Regions from separate parts of the Mus musculus genome. Here region 1 is linked to region 2. Evidence: chromatin contacts called from public promoter capture Hi-C data. All regions are on one chromosome and are shown on one strand. The core of a region is the stretch at or near the end of the contact, and the rest is flanking DNA. Distances in the headings are between cores, read along the strand shown. Region 1 holds the start of D930020B18Rik (RIKEN cDNA D930020B18 gene). Region 2 holds the start of Tmbim4 (transmembrane BAX inhibitor motif containing 4).

Evidence for each region. Promoter capture Hi-C pulls out the DNA fragments that hold promoters and counts their contacts.
Region 1: a promoter capture Hi-C map of liver shows a contact between it and region 2, with 3 times the contacts expected there. The contact joins the promoter of D930020B18Rik here to the promoter of Tmbim4 in region 2. A contact is called at or near these places in 1 of 39 promoter capture datasets (liver) and 1 of 115 datasets of contacts at active chromatin or transcription factors (pancreatic cancer cells).

The regions. Positions count from the first base shown.
Region 1 is chr10:121,639,982-121,646,272 of GRCm38.p6, forward strand. It overlaps D930020B18Rik (RIKEN cDNA D930020B18 gene), which reads left to right and starts at 1,720. Exons shown (of 13, transcript NM_177335.4): 1 at 1,720-2,088. The coding sequence starts at 1,837.
Region 2 is chr10:120,203,589-120,210,780 of GRCm38.p6, forward strand. Tmbim4 (transmembrane BAX inhibitor motif containing 4) reads left to right here and starts at 5,238. Exons shown (of 7, transcript NM_026617.3): 1 at 5,238-5,354. The coding sequence starts at 5,258. It overlaps Gm38500 (predicted gene, 38500), which reads left to right. Exons shown (of 3, transcript NR_166661.1): 3 at 1-580.

The DNA of each region.
Region 1 (6,291 bases), core at 470-2,969, 1.4 Mb after region 2:
CCCCCCTCCCCAGCCCCTGGCTCCAAATTCAGCAATTTTTTCCTTTGCAGTTGGTTAATCTCATCCTTGCCATCTGACCTTTGCTGTTTCCCTGGCAACAGAGTGGAACATGGAGAACCTGGAAACCATGACACTGTCTTCTCTGTGAGTCGCCAAGCCTAGATGAGGTCATTAGTACCTCTGTCTTGTGCTTCATCCTAAGGTTTATTAAAGTTGGTGTCTTGGTCACCAAAAGCTAATTGTTTTTCAATGGGTGTTTAAGCACCCACAGCAAGTGCAACACCATTTCTGGAATGCTCCGGGCGTTCTGTTTGTCTTGGTCCCAGGAAGTGGGTATAAAACCAGAAACCCAGAGACAGAACAGTGAGTGGTCTGAAGTCACTTTCTACCTCTGATGTCACAGTTACTGTTATTTGTCACTGAGCTGCTGTGAGGGTAACTATCAGGCAGAGTTGAGGGTCCTTGCCTTTCTATTGGCTTAAAGTGGCAAAGGTCCTTTACCAGCAAAGCTTGTAACCATGGTGAGAGTCAATTTTTATCTATCGGCTGAGGAGTCAGACAGAGCAGATTCTGGGGACACTGAGTGCTAGGCCACACAGAATTTGAGATTCTGCCAGCAGGTGGCACTTCCTCCCCACTCCGAGCAATTACATGCTAAGAAAAGAAACAATGACTTACTCTTTCCCTGCTGTGGTGAGTTGTTCACCATATCTGGTTGTATACTGAGACACATCTATGCTCTTCTCCCATGATGAATTTGGAATTGTTTACAATATTCAGCTCATAATAGTAAAGTATGAAAAGGGAGACTATAAATCACCGTAAGGAACATCAGACTTTATTGAGGTCTGTTAGCAAATAGAGGAATAATATAGTTTCATTGTATCATCTCCATGAATTTACTTTTGAGACAGGGTTTTGCCGTGCATCCCAGAACTCACTAGATTAACAAAGGTAGACCTCCAGTTTATGGCTTGTCCTCAGGCCTGTCTCTGGAATCCTGGACCTACAAATGTGGGCCAGCTCCATCCTCGGGTCTTTCTATGAGTGGGAAGGGGGAGAAAGATGGGTTTTCCGGGGTTTGAAATAAAAATGGAAGCGCACACCTAGGGCAAGTTTCTATTGTGCTTCCTAGCACGCCAACCTAACATACAGCGTTATTCCTGGCCAGCTCGCAAACGTGAAGCAACCCCTTTATTGCTCTGCATCTCTAAGGTTACATAATCACATCCTTCAACCCATCGGCTTCCAGAGGGCCCTTCCACCTGGCATTCATTTTCCGCATCGTTCTAGGCATCGGGGACACAGACGCACGGCTTGTATGGCTTGAGTTACCAAAACAGTTTGTAAGGGTCTTTGGAGACTCCTGCCTCTAAGACAAAGCTTGAAAGTCACAGCAGGCAGTGTTATGGTAATTATAGGATTCTCAACTCCGCAAAATCCCATCGGTTTCAAGTTTCTCTTTAACAGGAAATCAGATTCAAACCGGCCTCCGTTATCAGTGGAGTTTTTAATGTGACCATGTGGCTCAGTAGCTGAAAAGGGGCCGTATTTCTTCCCAGACCCTTGAGTACTTCTCCTTGTCAATCAACACTTTAGTCTTGCTCCGCCCATCGCTGTGTAGGTGAGGACGAAGTTTAGGGGCGGGACCGGGCGGGGCAGGGGGCTCGGGGAACACGACTCCGGAGCTGGTTCCTGAAGCAAGGTCCGGCTCCGGGCACCGGGACGCGCTGGTGGCAGAGGCGGCAGGCGCGCGGCTTTGTGGCGCGCGCGGGTTCCACTGGGTGTCGTGGAGTCGCAGCCACCCAGGATACTCTGCCTGGTCGCGGGTGTCGCATGGCAAGCCCCGCGCGATCCGGCTTCCCCGGGCGCACGAACAGCCGTCTGGACGCGTTCTTGCGGCGGCACCTGCCTCCGGAGGTGTACGACGCGGTCCGCGCCTACGAGCCGTGCATCGTGGTGTCGGACGCCGAGAAGCACACGTTCAAGTACGTGGTGCTCAGCGACCGGCTCATCTACCTGACCGAGAACCCGCCCAAGTCCATCCGGCGGGTAGTGGCTTTGCGGGACGTCGTGGCCATTGACCTGGTGAGGATTGCGGGCGGGCAGGCTCCTTCCTAAACTCTCGCATCCCCCTCTGGCGCTGGAGAAAGGAGGAACACCTTCCCCATCCCGCCCCGGACTTCATCTCTTGTCAGTGAAAGCAGCTGCGTGGAAAAGCTGGGGTTTGATGTAGAATTTCAAATAAACAAGTTCTCCCGTTCTCCTCCTGAAAACCCTCTGCTCCCAAATTGGGCAACAGGTTTGACAACCAGTCTCGCTATAGTGACAAGCCTCTTGTTCATTAAGCACCTACTCCGTGCGGGTACCGTGCTGCACCTCTTCTGCAGGAACGGGAGACCACACCTGTGCAAGCCAGCGCCGCCACGCTTTGTTTACTTTCTTGCCGCTCATGTGTAGTCCACACGTGACTGGTCCAGAAAAAGTGCGTGAGCGAATAATTTGCGTGATGTGCACAGGATCCGTGCGTCTTTCAGGCTGGCCACTTAATTCAAACGGAGTGGGGAAGCTTCCTGGAAGGAGTGTCCTCAGGACTGAGTCTCAAGAGATACAGTCTTGCCCTGGGTTTTAGAGTAGCCACTGTTTCCCTCTCCTCTGGGAATAGATTGACTTTAAGACGCAGCAGCTGATTGGAGGCACAGCCTCCTCTCCTGTTTCTCCTTTTATTGATTGCCTCCAGGTCTCTTTGTCTGAGCTGCTTTCCAGGTGTTCCTAGTTCCTCTGGGACTTGTGTCTAGCCTTTACTCTCGCTTGCCTAAGTCTGTGTCCCCATGGGAGTAGTTGGCAAGGCTGTTGATGAAGCTGTTTTGCCCACAGAACAGTAACTTGGCTTTAACACATTTATAAGAAAATAATACAATTAAATAATTTTCTTTTTAAATTCTACTCAGATGTCGGCTGTGGCTACCTTTGTTTCTTTGAAACTTTTATTACACTTTTTATTTTGTGTGCACGTGTATATTTGTGAGTGTGTGTGTGCGTGTGTGTGTCATGGTGAGAATGTGGAGGTCTGAGGAGTTTGTGTAAGTCAGTTCTCTCAGTTTGTGGGTCTTGGAACTTGAACACAGGTGTTGAGGCTTGGCATTAAGCAAGCAGCTCTCTGAGCTGCTGAGCCAGCTGGCCTGCTCTCTTTTCCTTCCCTTTCCTCTCCTTTCTTTTTTCTTTGAGTAAAAGAAGTAAATCCTTGACATTATTTCCACTCTTTTGAACTAATTAGAAATAAATTGCCATATAAATAAACTGCAGTGTGTGCATGTGTATCCCAGAACCTTGTGCTAGATAAGTGCTCTACCAGCGTACGGCCTTGCAGTCTGAGCAAATGTGCTAGAAAGCTTTTTTGCACCCAGCATTTTTAGCGTCTTTAGTGAAAATATTTGTTGTTTCGACAAAACTGTGATGATTTTTTGATATTGCTATTCTTCCCCAACAGACACAGTCTGTTGGTAGCTGTATATACTACTTTAAGGTGTCAGAGAGAGAGAGAGAGAGAGAGAGAGAGAGAGAGAGAGAAAGCGAGCAGCACAGTAATATTCCTTAGGGTCCAGAAACCCAGAATCAACTCTGTGAAAAGAAGCTCTATAACTTCTCATGCTTTATGGACGGATTTGCCTTTCAGGAATTCAGGAGAGTTTTTTGTTGTTGAAGAGACTCTGGCCAGCCTGTGTGTGGCAAGCATGGCTCTGGCAGGCTTTGCCCTTCTCCCCCATTCCCTCTGCCTGGCAAAAAACAAAACAAAAAACAAAAACGAAAACAACCACCACCACCACCACAACAACAACAAAACATTAGATTACATTCCTAAACTCCCAACGTCACTTCCCTATTTGGCCAATTCCTCCTCCTGAGGCTGACTACCAAGGTCCAGCTAAATTAAAGTATTGAAGTCCAGCAATCAAAAGCCCCCTTTGGCTCACCTAATTAACATGCTCAATTAAAATGAAATACCTTATCCTAACATGGGGTTCCCTATTTTATCTTATAAACCACCGTTTGCCCTTGGGCCACACCTCTCTCCCCTCCATCCAGAGGCAGTCCTTTGCCCCACTCTGGGACAAATACCCCTTCCCCTTTCCCTTGCCTGCCCCCCCCCTTTGGTCTTTCCCCTCTTCCTCCATCACCTATCTCTGTTCCTTATCCCCACCCTCTGTCCCTCTGGGACAAATCTCTTTTGTGCCGAGAACTTGGTCTTGGGGGTCCTGAGCCAATACTTTTCCATTCAGCTGTTTTTGTTTTTGAGATAAGTTTCTCTGTATAGCCCTGGCTGTCCTGGAACTCACGCTGTAGACCAGGCTGGCCTCTAACTCAGAGATCCGCCTGCCTCTGCCTCCTGAGTGCTGGGACTAAAGGTGTGCACCACCAACACCTATCTGTTGAATATGCAGAAGAATATTAATGCATGATGACTAAATTCAACCTCCTGTTTGCAAACAAAACGAAACAACTCCCCCCAAACAAACAAACAAACAACACGAGAAGAATATGTAACATCTATAAATGTTCTGCACAAATATAAGATTTAAATATTGTTACTAGGTTTATGGTCCATCTTGCAAAATGTAGGTTAGCTTTGGAAGGCTCCAAACCCCTGGAACTTGTGACTATGTTATATCACAAGGGAAATTACGAATGCCACTTAATGGACTTAAGTAAAGGAGGCATCTGAACTGGGCCTGGTGGCCCATGTCTTCATCCCAGCTCTCAAGAGGTAGAGGCAGAGGACATGAGTTTAGGGCCAGCCTGGGCTACATAGACCCCACTGAAAACGTTAATAAACAGGGGCTGTAGAGGTGGCTCATCAGTTCAGAGTGCTTACAGAGGGACCCAAGTTCAGGTCCCAACACCCACATCCCGTGGTTCACAGCCTCCTGTAACTCCAGCACCAGGGGACATGAAGCCTGTCTTCCTTGGTACCTACATTCACATTCACATACCCTTCCTCCTACATATACACATAATTAAACCAAATCACTTCTTTAAAAAGTAAATAAGTAAAATTGAATTAATTAGAAGTATCCTGGTAGGCCCAGGGCAAGTAAAATACGAAGAGGCAGCATGAGAAAGACGGAGCCAGCCATTGTTAGTGTCAAAGGAAGCAGGAGTCTGGAGCAAGAGAAAGGAAGGCAGCATCCAGGTGCTGGAGCTGTCAAGGAGACAGACTTTCCTAGGGAGCCTCCAGGAGCTGTTCTGGCTGAGCTCAGCAACACCCTCTCCTGTGTCTGTTTTTGTTTTGCATTGCTGGGAACTGAGATGCAGGCCTTGTATATCTCAGGCAAGGGCTGGTCCACTGAGCTCCCTCCCACTGATCCCCCAAGGCCAGGCCTTCCGACTGGACTTCTCACCTCCACAGCCTAAGGAAAGTAAATCCTTGTTGCTAAATGCCAGGGGGGCTGTGGCAGTGTGTTACAACGGGCACACAGCGTTTCCAGTGGGGGAGCTGTTGAGATTATTCCGCATGAGAAATATCATGCCAAGCACGAATGCCCCAGTCTCCTTCTCTGGGATTTTATAAAACTGTTCTAGGATTATGATAGTCCAGGGGCTTACACTCGACTCTGTAAGTTTCCCCCTTAAGAGTTATCTCATTTTTGGGCTGGAGAGATGGCTCAGTGGTTAAGAGCATTGACTGTTCTTCCAGAGGTCCTGAGTTCAATTCCCAGCAACCACATGGTGGCTCACAACCATTTGTAATGGGATCTGATGCTTTCTTCTGGTATCTCTGGAGACAGTTACAGTATACTCGTCATATATATAAAAAATAAATGTTGGGCGATGGTGGCACACACCGTTAATCCCAGTACTCGGGAGGCAGAGGCAGGCAGATTTCTGAGTTTGAGGCCAGCCTGGTCTACAGAGTGAGTTACAGGACAGCCAGGGCTATACAGAGAAACCCTGTCTCGAAAAAACCAGAAAAAGAATAAATAAATAAATAAATAAATAAAATCTTTAAAAAAGATTTATCTTATTTTTAATTCCGTGTATGTGTGCACGTGAGTGCAGGTGCCTGCGGTGGCCAGAGGCATTGGATCCTGCTGGAGCTGGAGTTAGAGGTGGTTCTGAGCTGCCCAGCGTGGGTGCTGGGAACTTAGCTTGGACCCCTGTGCACTCTTAACCTCTGTGCCATTTCCTAGCTCCCAGTTCCTAGCATCAGTTGTATGAAAAATTGGTCATCACGGAGTCACCTTACTTGTTACCAGTGTGACTTGCTAATATATAATGCATAGAATTTTCTCC
Region 2 (7,192 bases), core at 3,988-6,487:
GAAGCTTGAAGAAAGATGCCGTCATGAGCTAGGAGAGCTTCATTCTACAAAGGGAGACTGTGATAAGAAGGGCTCGGCTCCCTCAGTATGTTGCTTGCCTTCTTTCTTGCGTTAAGATCCCTTCAATGCAAGCTGCTTGACGCTCTCAAGTAACTTCTCAGTCGCATTCTGAGGCTGGCCAGACATGGCTACTCGATCTTCGATCTTCAGATTCCAAGCTGTGTGCTAGATAAACCTCGGTAGCTCTAAAGTAGCCCAGTTTTAAACGCAAAGGAATCTAGGACATCAATTGTATGCTTGCATGCATGTAAGGCTCCCTCGGTCTCCGTTTTGTTTCCTGTTTCTGGGTTAAAACACCCTGATGGGGCTGGTGAGATGGCTCAGTGGGTAAGAGCACCCGACTGCTCCTCCGAAAGTCCGAAGTTCAAATCCCAGCAACCACATGGTGGCTTACAACCATCCGTAATGAGATCTGACTCCCTCTTCTGGAGTATCTGAGGATAGCTACAGTGTACTTACATGTAATAAATAAATAAATCTTTAAAAAAAAAATAAAAAAAAAAACACCCTGATGAAAGCAGATTCGGGAGAGAAAGGGTTTATTTCAGCCCACGATTCCAGGCCACAGTCCATCATTTTGGAGAAGTAAAGGCGGCAGGGACTTGAAGCAGCCAGCCAGTTCCATTACATTTCAGCCATGAGGAGAGAGAGAGAGAGAGAGAGAGAGAGAGAGAGAGAGAGAGAGAGAGAGAGAGAGAGCAAGGCTGCAGAGATGGCTCAGTGGTCAAGAGCACTAGCTGCTTGCTACTCCAGGAGACCCAGGTTTGATTCCTAGCAATCACACAGCAGCAAACCAACATCCATAACTCCACTTCCAAGAAATTAGAAGGCCTCTTTTGACTTCTAAAGACATTGGGCATGCACCTGGTACACAGACATATATGTAGGCAAAACACCCGTACACATAAAATTATTTTTTTTTAAAAGGAGTGGAGAGCAATGAATTAGTGCTCATCTAGCTTCCTATTGTAAGGTTCAGGATCCTGGTTCCAGGTGACAGTATTGACTTGATAGTTAAGTAACTATCGCACTCTTCAAGTTTTCTGATTCATTAGAATGAGTCACAAGACCCAGGAGAGGTCTATGAGGTCATCCCTCAGTGCCCCCCACCCCCACCTCCCAGGGATTAGTAACAGGATTCAGTTTTAGAACATGAGATTGTACTAAATATGAAGAGGGTGTGGTTGACAGTTCCAACGTGTTACTCATGCTCTTAGTCGTTCCGGCACGAGTGTCATGCACGTTTCTTCAAACTGCCTAAGGACTCAGCACATATCACCTCTGGAGGCAGATTCAACTGTGGTATAAGACAAAAGGCCATCCCGCCATTCCAGAAATTCCAGCAAAGAGGGAGAAATGCAGTGTTTCTTATGCCACGCAGTCACAACCACAGGAGGACTCCTTGGCCTAAGTCTCAACGCTACCTGCTTTTTATAGACAGGAACTGAAGCCTACGGATGTACAAACCTATGCTGCTCTTCCGGCTCAGTTTCCTCAGAGTTCTTATCTCCAAGTGTATCCATGTTAACTCACCGGGACCTCTCCATCCGAGGGTGGAATGTCACAGGGGTCTATTTTTTGATGGCTATGTTCATTCTTCTCTCTCTTTTCACACCCTTCTTTACCTCCCTCCCTCCCCTTCCTCCCTCCCTCCCCTCCCTCCCTCCCTCCCTCCCTCCCTCCCTCCCTCCCTCCCTCTGATAAGCTCTTCAAATTCTCATTAGTTACCAAACCCTACCTAGCCTGTGGCAGCCAGTGAAGAGGAAGAGTTACCCTTAACTTATGTGTGCTTTGTGTAGTGTCACACTTTGTGTAGTGTCACACTTTGTGTAGTGTCACACTTTGTGTAGTGTCACACTTTGTGCAGTGTCACACTTAATACTCTAGCGACTCCAGTGTGGGGTGTTCTAATGTTTATTGAACACTGGAGAAAAAAAAAAATCACGCCGAGAGAATTTGCTTCGGACGGTAAAAGCTAGGGTGCTCTTTTCAATATTCTGCCAATCTTACAAACTTTCACAATTGTGCCCATTAAAGCCAAATTGTCACCAAGATTCCTTAAGTTTAAAAGAAGATGTGAACTGGGTATGGTAACACAAGCCTTTAAACCAGCACTTAGAAAGGCAGAGCTAGGTAGATGGCCGTGAGTTTGCAGCCAGCATGGTTTACATCGTGTGCTCCAGGTGAACCAGAGACGTGTACACAGTGAGATACTGTGGAAGGTGGAGGAGGAAGAGGAGGAGGAGGAGATGCAGGAGGAAGAAAGAAAAATTAAGAGAAAGAAAGAAAAAAGAAAAAATGTAAAGTCTTTACTGGTTTTAGAATTGAAAAAAAATAATATGTGGTTTTTAATTGTGTTGTTCTAGAATTAATGTGTCTTTCCACTGAGAAGTTGCTCTATAACATTAGAGATTAATTTTTAAAAAGGCTCTTTAATATATACATGCTCAACCCTGGCTAAAGCCCAAAGAGAAGCTGGCTTGACTCGAAGATTTTGCTAACTTACGTACATACACCTTACATTTATGCAGTCTACATATGCTATCATCTTGAAATCTCTCTCAGGTTCTGGCTCTAGGTTACACCTTGAACAGTTTAAACACAGACAGAAGTCTGGCCACTAAGGCAGGAGGCTGCAAGTCTGGTCGCTAAGGCAGACGGGATATGTACATGGCCAAGATTTTACATATTGTCAGAATGATTTTAAGTATACCAATGTTGTTCTTTTTCAAATATTGTTACCCAGAGTCATCATGCTCGCCTGGTAAAAGTATGCTTTTCTAAAGAAGAGAGCTAGGGGCTTTACAGTAGGCTAGGAGATCAAGTCAGCTAAGACCCTGTCTCTCCTCCCCTTTCTTTCCATGCCTTTCTGTTCTGAGCAAAGCCTTTGCTGATACCAGAAAGGAACACCAGTGGAACAAAAGGATGTAGTGAGATTTGTTGGTGGTCCACAGTTTTTAGAACGTTGTACCTTTCTACATTCAGAGTCAGTTCTGCCACCATCCTCCCTTCCTTCTTTCCTTGTGCTCAGCAACAATCACCACTTGACTGTAGGTTAATTCCCATGCATTGTATATACAACTGGATTCTCTGCACATCAGACATCCTGAATGCTGAGATGCAAGCTTTGGCAGAGGTGGACGCCATTGTTGCATGTGCCTTTCCCATGTTGCATCGTGCTTTCAGGGTTCACTCTTTTTGTTTGTTTGTTTGGTTTTGGTTTTTGATTTTTTTCAAGACAGGGTTTCTCTGTGTAGCTCTGGATGTCCTGGAACTCACTCTGTAGACCAGGCTGGCCTTGAACTCAGAAATCCACCTGCCTTTGCCTCTCAAGTGCTGGGATTAAAGGCGTGCACCACCACGCCCGGCCAGGGTTCACTCAGGGTCCTTCTGAGGGCGTGATCTCTGCAGTGTCCTAGGCAGCGCCTTCTAATTTGTGCTGGTCATAGCTATGTTACATATGTTACATCTGGTTTTCCCAGAGTGTGACATTGTCAAGCCTTTAGTTTTAGCCACTTGATGAATGCTTAGCAATGTTTCCTTTTGATATTTAGCTACATTTTTTTCTGATCATTAGTGAGAGTAAACATCTCTCCCTGTGCTTATTACCTAGTTGGCTTCATTCTATGCATACAGTGTTACCTGATCCAGTCTCTTGCCCCGTTTTCTATTAGCAGTTTGCTTTAGAGAGTAAGTCTGGATTTGTGGTCATTCTTTTTATGGTATGGGATGGGAACTTTATATAGATGTGTATATTAAAAATATTTCCCAGTCCATAGTTTGCTTTTACTCTTTTATAATGAAATTTACTCCTAGGTGTTCTCAATTTTATATAGTGTGTCAATCTTTGTAGATTAAATAATCTTTGCTTTCTTCAAATTATAAAGAGATTATTTTATATAACTTTAAGTTCTAATATTTTGTCTTTCACATAGGGGGCACAATCTAGCTAGAATTATTTTTTTCTGAATGAGATATTGGTGTTGTCTTTAGATAATAAAAAGATGGTTGCCAATTCTTCTCCAGTTTGCCTTCTATAATAAATACTATTCTTACCTTTATTGAAGTGAGTAACAACATGTTTAAAAAATAATAAAAAGCTAAGCATGTTTCATTCTTGTTATTGTGGAACATATCTGAAAAAAGTTTCCTGAAAATATTACATTTTTAGTTTTAGAATAGACAGTTCTTCAATATTTTGAATCCCACTTGCTGTCTTTGGGATGAGTCAAAGTAAACTCATAGAAATAATTACAAGTGGGCCGGTTGGTACGCCTTTAATCCCAGCACTCATGAGACAGAGGCAGGTGGATCTCTGAGTTCAAGACCAGTCTGGTCTACATAATGAGTCTCACGGCAGCTAGATGCATATTGAGACCCTTAAAACAATAAAGATAAATAAAGTTAGTGGTGTCCTGGAATATTTCTTTGGCGAGTCTACACCTCATGCTTGCAATAGTGTCATGACAGATGCATTTTGTTATCGCCACTTTCTCTGTCCTTCTTCCTTTGGTTTTGGTTTCGGTCACGAATTCTATATTTGGCATTCAGTGGTCTTGCCTTTGTTCATCTGTCCAGCCTCATTCTTTGGCACTTGTCCTGTACACCACCACGATGACTTTGCCCTCTCAATTCACAAACATCGAATCCGTGAAAACCTGAATTACGCCCATGGGGTGGGGGTGGGATGGGGGTGGGGGTGGATTCCTACTTGTCTTTCAAGATGAAGGATTATTTAACTTTAAAAGCAGGGGGGGGGGTCTGTTTTAAAAGAAATGGTCAATAAATGAAGGCCTAAATGTTGCTTTAAAATAATTTTACTTAAAAGTGCATTCCTGGACCAAGTATTGAAGTGAATTAATGAGAGGTTGTTGATTGATACCGTAATCTTTCTATCTTGTTTAGCACTCTTTCTGGAAGAGATTCTCTAGAGGCCTAGAGGAACTTTTAAAGAAAATCCTAGAAAAAACTCCCTTGCGATGACGTGGGAGAGAGCAATCTGTCTCCTACTAGAAAGCAACCTCCTCTCCTAGTGGAGACTTTTCCATGGGAGCGATCGACTGGTTCGGCGCTCGCTGCAGAGAGGCAGTTCGGCTAGTTCTGTCTGGCGGCCATCCCGGAAGTGGGTGAAGGCGGTTGTGGTCAGTGTAGGCTCCCACTTCGGCCGGGGCAGGTGCGGGCGGGCACTGCTGGCGACATGGCCGACACGGACCCGGGCTATCCCCGCTCGTCCATCGAGGATGACTTCAACTACGGCAGCTGCGTGGCGTCGGCCAGCGTGCACATCCGCATGGGTATGTGGCGGGGGTCAGGGGGACCAAGTGACCAGAGGGAGACATAGTTGTCTTCTAGAGGTGTGGGCCGGGTCGCCTAGGTCAGCGGTCCTCAACCTGAGGGTCGCAAGCGGGACCCTTTCACAGGGGGTCGCCTAAGGCCATCTGCACATCAGATATTTACATTACGATTCGTGACAGTAGCAAAATTACAGTTCTGGAGTAGGGACAGATATAATTGCATGTTTGGGGTCAGCACACCAGGAGGATCCATATCAAGCATTGGAAATCACGGGCTGATGCCCTCATTTATTTGTTCCCCGTGCTGAGACCTTACCATCCTAGTCATTACTGTCTCCCCGTGGGGTACAGAACTCGGCATACGTGTGTGTGATGACTGAGAAGTTTCCCAGACCGACGCATAAAGTCACGGCGACTCAAAGTTATTACTTTGAGTTTAGGCTGTTCGTTGACGCGTAACGAAGCGGAATTCACTGTCCACCAAAGGTCACTTTACAGAAATGGACCTGCCTGGGCAGCTCAAACCGGTTCTGGATTTAAAAAAAAAAAAAAAAAATGAAGGTGGTTCTGACGCATCTAGAATCTTGGTACTTACCTAGCCCGATATTCCTGTAATGAATTTTGAAATTATTTTGACAAGTGAGCTCAGCTTTTAAAATATATTCATTATGAAAAAGTACTGGTAGCCAAAAAATTGCTACCCTAGACACCTTTGAGGTACCAAGCAGTAATGTTTTGTCGCCCTGTGGTATTTCCTATCCAGCCAGAACTTAGTCATCTTTCAAAGCAAAAGTGAAATTGTATCCATAAGTAACTCGCCATTGCCAGCCTCCTCTGCCCTGGGCAACTCCCATTTCTTCAGTCTTTATGAAACGGTTAGAACTGCCTCAGTAAAAAAGAAATCATACATGTTAGCCGTTGTGACTGGCATGTTTCTATTAATGTCTTCAAAGCTCACCCATGTCATAGTGTATGTGTGTCCGACTGTCATTCTTCCTTTCTCTCAGGCCTAGTCCAGAATGCCACGTAGTTAAGATCATGTGTGTTGGGTGTTTTATTTATTTTTTTCCTCTTCAGATCTACATTATTCACTTGGTACTGCCGTGTGTACTTACGATTCCCCACCCCTATCCTCCGTGGCCGGATTGCTGACTAGCCCTTGCTATAGAAGCGTCCTCTGCTTTCTCTTTGTGCCTGAGTACTTTTCTTTCTTCAACTCAAGGTCGTTCTCTTGAATGCTCAAGCATTTGGGCAGTTATGGATAAAACTGTTTTGCAAACTCCCCTGGGTTTTGTGTGTGTGTGTGTGTGTGTATTTGTGTGTACATAGTTTCAACTCATTTAGATAAATACCTAGGCGCATGGTAGCTGGGTGGTACACAAGAGTGGACTTTGTACTGTAAGAAACCACTAGACTGTGACCCTGCATTCCTAGCAACAAAGAATGAATTCTTCTTCATCCATGCCATAATTTGGTGCAGTCATTAATTAATTTGGATTTGGGCAATTTTAATAGGTTTTCTCTCTTTCTTTTTTTTTTTTTTTGTTTTTTGTTTTGTTTGTTTTTGTTTGTTTGTTTTGTTTTGCTTTGCTTACCGGGTATATCTTTTGCAAATATTGTCTCCCAATCTGTGGCCTGTCCTTTCATTCCCTTGATAGTACCCATTTTGAAAAGTACTTTGTTGTTTGAGCATTTAGCACATGCACTTGATGTGCGTTGATCACATCTATCCCCCCCACCCCAGCCCCTCAGTTCCTCCTTATCCCTGCACTGCTTTTCCCTCTGAACTTCATGTGCTCCTTGTTAAAAACAAAACCCACTGAGTCCAGCAGGGCTGC